Linked DNA regions of Bombyx mori: region 2 is linked to region 1. A link is a contact called in public Hi-C data. All regions are on one chromosome and are shown on one strand. Each heading gives the region's core, a stretch centred on a gene start, on an enhancer-like site or on the middle of the called end of the contact. The rest is flanking DNA. Distances are from core to core; before and after follow the strand shown.

Evidence for each region. Hi-C and Micro-C count contacts between places; a contact is called where the count stands out from the background.
Region 2: a contact with region 1 is called in a Hi-C map of whole pupa, with 4 times the contacts expected there. The contact joins the enhancer-like site here to the promoter of LOC119629177 in region 1. A contact is called at or near these places in 3 of 7 Hi-C or Micro-C datasets (middle silk gland, posterior silk gland and whole pupa).

The regions. Positions count from the first base shown.
Region 1 is chr11:18,342,275-18,347,151 of ASM3026992v2, forward strand. It overlaps LOC119629177, which reads right to left and starts at 2,787. Exons shown (of 4, transcript XM_038014209.2): 1 at 2,214-2,787; 2 at 1,622-1,797; 3 at 715-822. The coding sequence starts at 2,550. All of the region lies in intron 11 of LOC101737321 (pre-mRNA-splicing factor ATP-dependent RNA helicase PRP16), which reads left to right.
Region 2 is chr11:18,398,538-18,403,632 of ASM3026992v2, forward strand. All of the region lies in intron 11 of LOC101737321 (pre-mRNA-splicing factor ATP-dependent RNA helicase PRP16), which reads left to right. Among protein-coding and RNA genes, the nearest start is that of LOC101737172, 43 kb to the right of the region's middle. Within about 2 kb of position 2,889, at least 2 of the 8 cell types and tissues checked have open chromatin away from gene starts, as enhancers often do.

The DNA of each region.
Region 1 (4,877 bases), core at 1,537-4,036:
ATTAGAAAAAAATAAACATTTAAAAAGAGTGGGCACATTGAATTAGCACTTTCTAACACCCGTTGTTTAATAACGAAACTCTCACCGGTATCTTGTTGTCAGCTGTAAGGGTCCAAAGCGCCTCAAGAGTTACCATCAAAAGATGATAATCATAGGTGTTTTCGACGTCGTTAAGCTGATCTGTAAACAAAATTGTTCCTTTGTGCGATCTTTTTTTTTTACTTCTGTCCCAAGACCCCATGCAAGGCTGCGTGAACGATCGCCGGCCGTCCGGTACTCCCCTTAATTTCAATGGCCCTTACTTGGAGTTCACAACGAAGCAAACTTAAACAGGATAGGCGTGAACATACAGAAAGCTGGATGATTTGCGATGATCCATTTCGTCTCGCAATAAGTTTTACTCACGGAACAAATGAAAAGCTGTATTTCGTGTTTCGCGAAATTTAATTATCCGATCAAAGGAATGGACAGTTTTACAGTTCTTCCGTCAGTTGACTCGCAACGGCATGCATTCTCCTTAATATGAATTAAAAGAAATTGATAATTTATAAATACAGTAACGTGCAGATAATAAAAGCCGATGATGTGCAAGAACGTGTTCTTTGTGTATTACAAATGGCGCTGGTTCTCTATTTCCGCTAGTAGGTATGAACAGCTGGACTATGAAGAATTCTAGAACATCATCGAATGTTGCGTTATGTGGGTTTAAATTACCTGTCTCATGCGAGCTTCTTGCGGCGTCTCACCGTAACGGCACCAATGGACGAAATGCAGGGTATTATGCCAGTTTCTCTCGAATCTGGACTTAGTTGCCATATCCAACTGCAATCAGTAGAAGCTTCGCCTTAGTAGCCGTCCGAACGTTCAATTGTGCCCACAGTATGCATAAAACGAAAGCGACGATGCTTTCGTCATCTGAAATAAGATGGTTTCCAATGCTGACGAAGGCCTACGTTTTCGAAAAGAGAACTTGAAAGTTCCAGAAAATGTGCTGATAGACTTAAGGGCTCGGACTTGCGTGAAATTAAACAAAAACGCTGATAAGAAATTTATCGGATAGAATTCTCTAGAAAATATGGAAAAGGCATTGAAGCGTTAATATTTCATCGAACCCTTTTTTGTGTGAAGGAGGCAAACTAGATTTGCATTTAAAATGGAGTACGTTTACAGATAAAAAAATCTTCGCCGAACCAATTGCGAGTCACGTCTTCACGATCGAATTATCAACAATGTTTACTTCACAGTTTATGTATGTTTCATAAACATTAAGGCGTTTTTATAGTATCAACCGGTAGCGTTATTATAACACAACATTATGAAATCATTTAAAATTTTAACACGTGAATCTAAAGGTTGTGTTATGTCATTTCCTTCGAAACCAGTTTCCAATTAATGAGTTCCTTCTGAGGTTGCTTTGAAGATGTTTTAGCGTTTCAACATTGTTACAAACTTAAAGGCCACGTATGGACTTGGCATAGATTATCTTATCGTAAAAATTGACGCGACTCGTAAAATTAGGGGATTTTTTTAAGAATGTATTGACAAAGTGTTGATTTTTTTTTTGCATTGGTACGTATGCTAGTGTGGACTCATAGAGAACGATTTGGTTATAATTAATCACCTTAGATCTGATATCTTTTTCGCTGTTCGGTGTCTCCTGTTTGTCGTCCACGTTGTTGATGCGTATAACAGAGTCTTGCTTCCAGAATGCGCTTAACGTTGTTTTTATCACACGTTTTCTCACACCTTTCTGTTGAACCGTGTACACGTCTATCTGTTCGGGGTTCTTTGTTTTTTCTGTTGGAAAATTAGATAGCATTTGATTAAGGAACTAAATTAATTTTACAATCATTAACCGCGTTCAAATCAGTGCAAGGCACTATCCATTCATCGATATATCTTAAATAGACCGGACATATATTAACATTACATTTTAAATTCATCACACGCCGATATTAATGTAAACATTCAAGCGTAGGCGTAAACGTTTCTACATGAATTATTTACAAATGCTATTGTGTATGCGACCGGCGACGCGACGTGCGGCCATGACTGCACCATGCCAACTTTATTTAGTAAATCTTAGTCTCGCCTCGAGACTCGTATTGTACACACGTATGCATTGGCTATAACGCCCTCATTTCAATGTTTCGCAATTCGTAAATCAGTCAAAAGCGGTTCAATACTAATCTATGATCGAAAACTGTACACACCTTTACCCTTCTTCCACATGGCGACGGCGTACATATGGTAGTCTGGTGAGAGAGTCGAATCTGGCGGCAAAGGGTCTTGAGCTCGCACTTCGAGGATGAATCCTGATTCCAGAACAGCGCATAATATGTTCTGTTCATCGTGCTTAAACCACTTGGTCTCGCGGAGTTTGTGGATGGCCACCGAAGAACCAAAACGTGTCTTCTTGGGGGCGAAAAGTGCTTGAGCCTGGCTCCCGAATCTGGACAGTAGGCCCTTCACCGTCGGCTGCGGCGCTAGGGTCTTTTCGGGCGGCTTGATCTGCTGGAAACTCCGGCAAGTTACGAACCTCGCTTCCATTGAACCCACTCCTGTGACGAATTCAAAAACAATTCTCGAATTCGATAGTTTAGAAATTGTTCTTAATCTTCGCGACTCGTTCGCGGCAAATGTACTCTCACTTCTACAAATCACGTACAACAAGCAGCACTTTCACAATATTTGTGGCGCGTGGTATCGAGCGTATCGCAGTACTCGGTTACATGGAAGCTCACTAACGAAAAACGCGGCGCGCGTGTCGGCCCGCGCTTTATACTAGAGAGGGGGTGAACGCGGGATGAGGAGGTAAAGACGGTCCACACTAGTGCTGGGAACGTAACGTTCAACTCTGTTATTTCGCTTATCGTCCATGTACTATTGAAATTCGACAAATATTTTAATTCATGTTAACAAAATTTTGAGAATTAAAGTAGGTGAAAACAATAGTGTTACTGTACGTACGCAAAGATTTACCAGATGTACTACATAATTATGCCGATTTAACGTACAAAGAACAACCAAACCCGTGCATTTCCAAGAACATTTTTCAAAATTTAAAATATTTTTTGTAATTGAATATTAATATTAAATTCTTCCTTTATACTTAATGTTATTCGTTGACCTACATTAAGTACACGACTACATAAAAATGTGTCATCTATACGTTCCTACCCTATTTTACTGGTGCTAGGACTTCTTTCTTGTGAGTCCGCATGGGTAGGTACCACCGCCCTACCTATTTCTGCCGTGAAGCAGTAATGCGCTTCGGTTTGAAGGGTGGGGCAGCCGTTGTAACTATACCTAGACCTTAGAACTTATATCTCAAGGTGGGTGGCGCATTTACGTTGTAGAGGTTTATGGGCTCCAGTAACCACTTAACACCAGGCGGACTGTGGGCTCGTCCACAAATATAAGCAATAAAAAAAAAATTGAATTGATTATTCGCTTGGGGTCTCCACTTTTGTCCCATTAGTTAGACCGTTGTCGCTTTTTGCAGAATTAAGCAACGAAATTAATTATTAAATGTGATCCACATCACTACGATGCACCGAGGTTGACCTCACTCGGTGCTGAGCGCCACACCCCCCGCAGCACCCCTCCCCTCGAGTCCCCTCTCCCGCCATCGCCACTCGCGGTATGAAGGCGCCAGCCGGCAGCCAACCTGCGAAACAACATTTTTTGTACCGTTTTTATTGCGATACCGTAATAACAATTGATTATACATTGTTGTTTACATGTCGGAGAAACTTTTTCGTTCATTTTCGGTACTTGTAACGTTTCTGTTTCAAAAATGTCAAACTCATCCGTGTAAACTGTGGACACAACATTAAAATATAAAATAGCTAATATTATTATTAATCTGATATCACAAGTGGATTGTGTAGAAATATCGGAAAGTCATTAAAAACAAAAATCGTGATAGGAACCCTTTATAATTATGTTTACAATTAAATAACCTACATTAAGTAATTGAAAGCATACAAAAGAAAATAATCTTTCTTGCTTTCCCAAAACCTCAAATTCCAATAAAAACGTTATGTAGGTATTTTAATTTATTTAAATTACGCACGATTAACATCTTCCAAATGTAAAGATGCTCTTATTATAATCGTATCAGGGTTAACGTTTGTAAATTTGGCAGTAGGTACTGAAAATGTCTCTAATGGCGTCACCGACTTGCTATGGGTCGCGTCTTAGTAGTCAATGCGTTTCGGTTCGAAGGGTGGGGTAGCCGTTGTAACTATACTGGGATCTTAGAACTTATATCTCGAGGTGGGTGGCGCATTTACGTTGTAGATGTCTATGGGCTCCAGTAATCACTTAACACCAGATGGGCTGTGAGCTCGTTCATCCATCCAAGCAATAAAAAAAAAAAAGTTTCGACAGCTTGGGGTATTTCATGAATTTTACTACGCTTACTGACCAGCTTGATTTTAACCGCCAAGCAGATACGAGAAATTTCGATTTCATATATAGTCTTAATATCGACGACAAAAAAAAATATAACAATCACAACGAGGCGTGGCTGTTACATTAAAATAGTACAGAATAATAAGTTCGTGAATGCCATGGAAAACGTGTTTCGAATACCAGTTTTGTAATTGTCGATTCGGTTTTCAAAACTCGAATCTATCGAGCCGGCTAAGACTGACGCGGTGATTCATGCGATATTCTGTTTGCTCCGTGCAAGTTACGTACTAAGCCCATAGATTTTAATGACTCTCTCTGAAATTTAATCATGGTTTTAAATTATTATTATTATTTATTTTTTTCTTAGATGGTTGGACGAGCTCACAGCCCACCTGATGTTAAGTGGTTACTGGAGCCCATAGACATCTACAACGTAAATGCGCCACCCACCTTGAGAT
Region 2 (5,095 bases), core at 1,639-4,138, 56 kb after region 1:
GAATTTGATTAAATGATCTTGATAGAGGAGCATACGTCCATCTAGCCTTGTCGTTACGTTCGCGCCAAGATTAGACAGGTGAATTTCAATTTACATTATGTTTTGAACTTTCTACACGTTCGGTATGTATATTACCTAAGAACTATCCAAAGGTGTGATATTGGTGAAGTAAAAATTATCTTATACCTTTAAACGAGCAATTCTTGTATTAATAATAACTATATATAATGTATAAAATAACTATATATATGTATATGTAATCTGAATCTCAGAAACGGCGCCAACGATTTTCATAAAATTTAGTATACAGGGAATTTCGGGGGCGATAAATCGATGTAGCTACGATTTATTTTCAGAAAATGTTGTTTTATTCGTGTTTTCAATAATCAACTCTTGCCGACATCTATTGGCGAATAATAATACTATTTTTCTTAATTGAGGGCAACTAACCGCTTTAAAGAAATAACAAGACGGCGTTATAAAAAAAAAACGAGCAAAGCTCGGTCATTATCTAGTTTTTAATTAACTGCTACAGCTCGCACGTGCAATAAACCCAAATACAAACACTGCAGCCATAAATATTCACTCGAACTTACTTGCATAATGTCTGAGCGTAACCCATCTGCGCAGACTTCCTGGTCTGTGGTGATATTATGCAAATTTACTTCAGTTACGAGATACTGTTATTTACGTTTTTCTAGTATTAGATTTAAAAATTGGTGGGAATTGATATTCGTATTAATATCATTTCTGATCTAGAAGGGATTAGGTTTAGGATTAAGATTAGGGCTTACGATATGGCCGATGTCTGAGTCGTAGTAGATAAGAACTATGTATGCTCTACCACCAGTAAAAATATTATCTAAAATATCATATTTTTCTAGCTATTCATTTTACATCTATAGAAATAAATAAATCTAGAAATAAAAAACCTTGCTAAATTACATGCATAATAAAGCATCACTCGAGAATAGCTCGACCGATGTAATGTTTGATTGTGTTCATAATTTTACCACCTACTACTATTTTGCAAAGTTAGCGTCGAAAATATTTTTGGAAAATCTATCGGTTTTTTTTTTGCAAACAGCTAGGGATAGTCACAGCGGAGGGTAACCAGGTAACTTGAATAAAACCTTTATTACTGCCCGTCAAATAGCTATGTATTTATATTTATATTACATACAACCAAGATTGTAGGCAGCGGCTTGGCTCTGCCCTTGGCATTGCTGAAGTCCATGGGCGACGGTAACCACTCACCATCAGGTGGGCCGTATGCTCGTCTGCCTACAAAGGCAATAAAAAAATTAAAAAAAAGATTAATAAAGAAAATTATTGTTATTGCTTATGTAGATAGATACCATTGTAATAAAACTTCAGATTTTGTCGTACGTACCAAATACTCAAAAATACTACTCTAAGTAATAGTAATGTATACGACAGTGCAGTCACTTCACCGTTTTTAGTGAAAGATTAATAAGCCTCCGTTGCCTGCCCAAAGCGATCGAGAAGATTTCCCCTCAACTATTATAGAAACAAAAAAAGCTACTGCGAAGTGTTACATATAGGTTACCTTTCACATTTTCGAGACTGCTCACATTAAAGAGCAAGTTTCGAACAATGATAAATGAAAAAAAAACACTTTTTTATGTTTGAGAGATTACTGGGTGACCCGGAGGCCTTTCCAGTTTTACCAGGGTAGGTGGGCGAACAAAAAGGGGTGAGATTTGCTAACAGCTACCCAAGCGCCTCCAAAAGAAACCAAACAACTCCAAAGTAACTGCTAAAAAAAAACTTAGCTAACTATGAAAATAGGGCAACTATGATACCATAATCGTCAACGATAAGCAAAACATTAATGTGCGTCCGTGACAAGTTCTTTCAACTTTATTACCGAGGTCCGGAAACTGCGGTTTGGTTCAAAAATGGGAACCGGAAGCATTTCGCTGGCGTTCGATAAAATGGCACGATTTCCAGTCGTAGATTTATATAAAAAATTATAGTATTTATATAAAATTATAATATATCACTACATAGTATAAAACAAAGTCGCTTTCTCTGTCCCTATATCTGTCTGTCCCTGTGCTTAAATCTTTAAAACTACGCAACGGATTTTGATGCGTTTTATAGATAGTGTGATTGAATAGGAAGGTTTATATGTATAATTACATCCAGCGGTGAAATCAATAATAAATTACAGTTTCCGAAGCGAAGCGAGGGCGGGTCGCTAGTTAAATAATATATTAAGTTTATATGAAAGGAGATTTCTTTTTTTTTTTTTTTTTATTGCCCTTGTAGGCAGACGAGCATACGGCCCACCTGATGGTGAGTGGTTACCGTCGCCCATGGACTTCAGCAATGCCAAATTTCTTAAAGAAATAAGCAGTGCCTTTGTACATAATTTTCCTATTACTCTGTACTATGTCTTCTTTTTTGTGTGTACATAAATAATAAAAAAAACGATTATCAACGTTAGCATTATTTATAAATGGGCAAGTCATTCCCAGCGCATGGGCCCTTATAGTTGTCATACGAGTATTACATGATATAGGTTGAACGATAATTCGCCAATTTTAGTCTACCTCTTCGGAAAAAAGATGTAAGAGTCTATTATTAATACTCATCAGTATATTCGTCGAAACTTATGTAAATGATAAGAATGTCCGCAGAGTTCTCATTTCCAAATACATTGACCAAATACCAAATACCACCGAATATGGCGACGGTAACAAAAATATTACAAAATGAAAAATAAGTCTCGAGAAATTTCGTTAGCACGTAATGAAAGTTCAAAACATTGAAACATGTTTTAAAAATAAACTTCAATGTCGGTACAATAAATATTCACAAACGGAGTTGAACTTGTTACGTAGAAGGGTGAACTGCCTTGACGTTTTGCGGAGATATCATTGTTTTACGCACATTGTACTTGAAAACGGAGGAAAACATTATATTATATATTTCAGCCTTTCAACGGTTTGTTGACACTTACGCAGTATGCTGTGATGCCAGGGGGAGTGTAAGGTATTTTTTGTGAGTTACGGAGAGATATTCAACTATTCGAAATCTTATTTAACGTTTTCGGTAAAAGAAATCGTGGTTTTAAGCAATTCTTTTACTGAAAAGACTCGAATTTAATTCAATTCGGGTATTTTTTTATGATTCTATGCTTTATGAAAAATCCGATGATGTGATACAAGCTTAAAACGAGTTTATATGTGTCCTCTGCAACCACAATGCAATTTGATATTCATGTCATGGATCATCTTTTATTTATAAACGACTACACATAATGCATACGTTTGAAAATCACTCCGGTAATCCAACAAGATAATTACATGATGAATACGCACTTAACACGTGATCATAACATAGTAAGTATAATAAAAATATGAAGTCGAAATATTTTTAAATTTGCGTAATTACTAGTAATGCGGTGAATTATAAGTATTTCTGGCGGGAAGCAGTCGTGCGTTTTTTTTTGGACTGCCAATAATCAATGAGCCGTCAGCCCGTTGGTGACAAAGAAAATGGCCTGAAAAACAATGCGGCCTCCGGAGAAATATTTTTTTTTATTGCTTAGATGGTTATTGCTTATTACTTGAGCCTAAATAAGTATCATTAGGATGTTTTTTTTTTTGCTTAGATGGGTGACGAGCTCACAGCCCACGTGGTGTTAAGTGGTTACTGGAGCCCATAGACATCTACAACGTAAATGCGCCACCCACCTTGAGACATAAGTTCTAAGGTCTCAATGTAGTTACAACGGCTGCCCCACCCTTCAAACCGAAACGCATTACTACTTCATGGCAGAAATAGGCGGGGTGGTGGTACCTACCCGTGCGGACTCACAAGAGGTCCTACCACCAGTGATATACACCGTAAACGTAGTAGCATCATAGAGAATATAATTACTGCGTTCATCCACAGTGCGTTTCCAGAGATCTTTTTTGCCGCGTACCATCCGGCCTTGGAATGAGCTCCCCTCCACGGTATTTCCCGAGCTCTATGAATTATCCTTCTTCATACGAGGCTTGTGGAGAGTACTTAACGATAGGTAGCGACTTGGCCCTGCCCTTGGCATTGCCGAAGTCCATGAGCTACCATTCACCATCAGGTGGCCCATATGCTAGTCTGTCTACAAGGAAAATAAAAAAGAGACGCCGCCCTGTAGGAAGGCCTAAGTACCGCTGATCTGACACTGTGGAACGAAATTTACGAGAGCTCCAAGTGTCGGACTGGCAAGGTGTTGCGCAGCGCCGGGATGAATGGCAACGTTTATTATCGGAGGCCAAGACCCACTCCGGGGTCATAGCGCCAGCGCAGTATTAGTAGTGTACGCGATCGAGTAATTAAAAAACTCTCACTAAGCACACTGGCTATAAAATGGCTTTAGTATCATTCTCTGTCCAGAAAGGCTCTTAAGGATCGGTCGTAAATAAAATAATAGCACGAAATTATGTTTTTGTTAATGAGATTGTATTTTAGAATGTTCTAATAGTCGTACCATGTGAAATCCATTTTCGTTCGATACTCTGAGTATCTTCACACAACATATTCTATTTTAAGATCTAACATCCTGCAACCGCGCAATGATTCATCGGAAGCATATGTCTCGAAGAGCTTGAGAATGAATGTTATACGAATTTATCTTGGGGGTAGATTTACAAATATCCTCACGTCCTTTCATATCGAGGGGTTAAAGGCTATTTCGTTAACGACATTTCACTTAATATACGACATCTATCTTTGTAATTAAAGGTGCGTTTTATTCGGTACTAGCGACCCGCCCTCGCTTCGCTTCGGAAACTGTAATTTATTATTGATTTCTCCACTATTTAATGGATGTTATTATATATACTAGAGGTCCTGCAGTAGTCGAAATTCGACTATAATTAATTGGAATCGTTAGTTTGTACACTATTATGATTGTATTTTATACTTCTATAATCACAATTTCGCAAAGACTACACTATAAAAAATATTAACCTTTGCAAACAATATTTAATCTATTCTCAATTTGACAACAGATGCCAAAAACAAAAGTTTGACAATAAATAGTATGCATGCGTGTGTGCGTCAAATATGTGGTATGTAG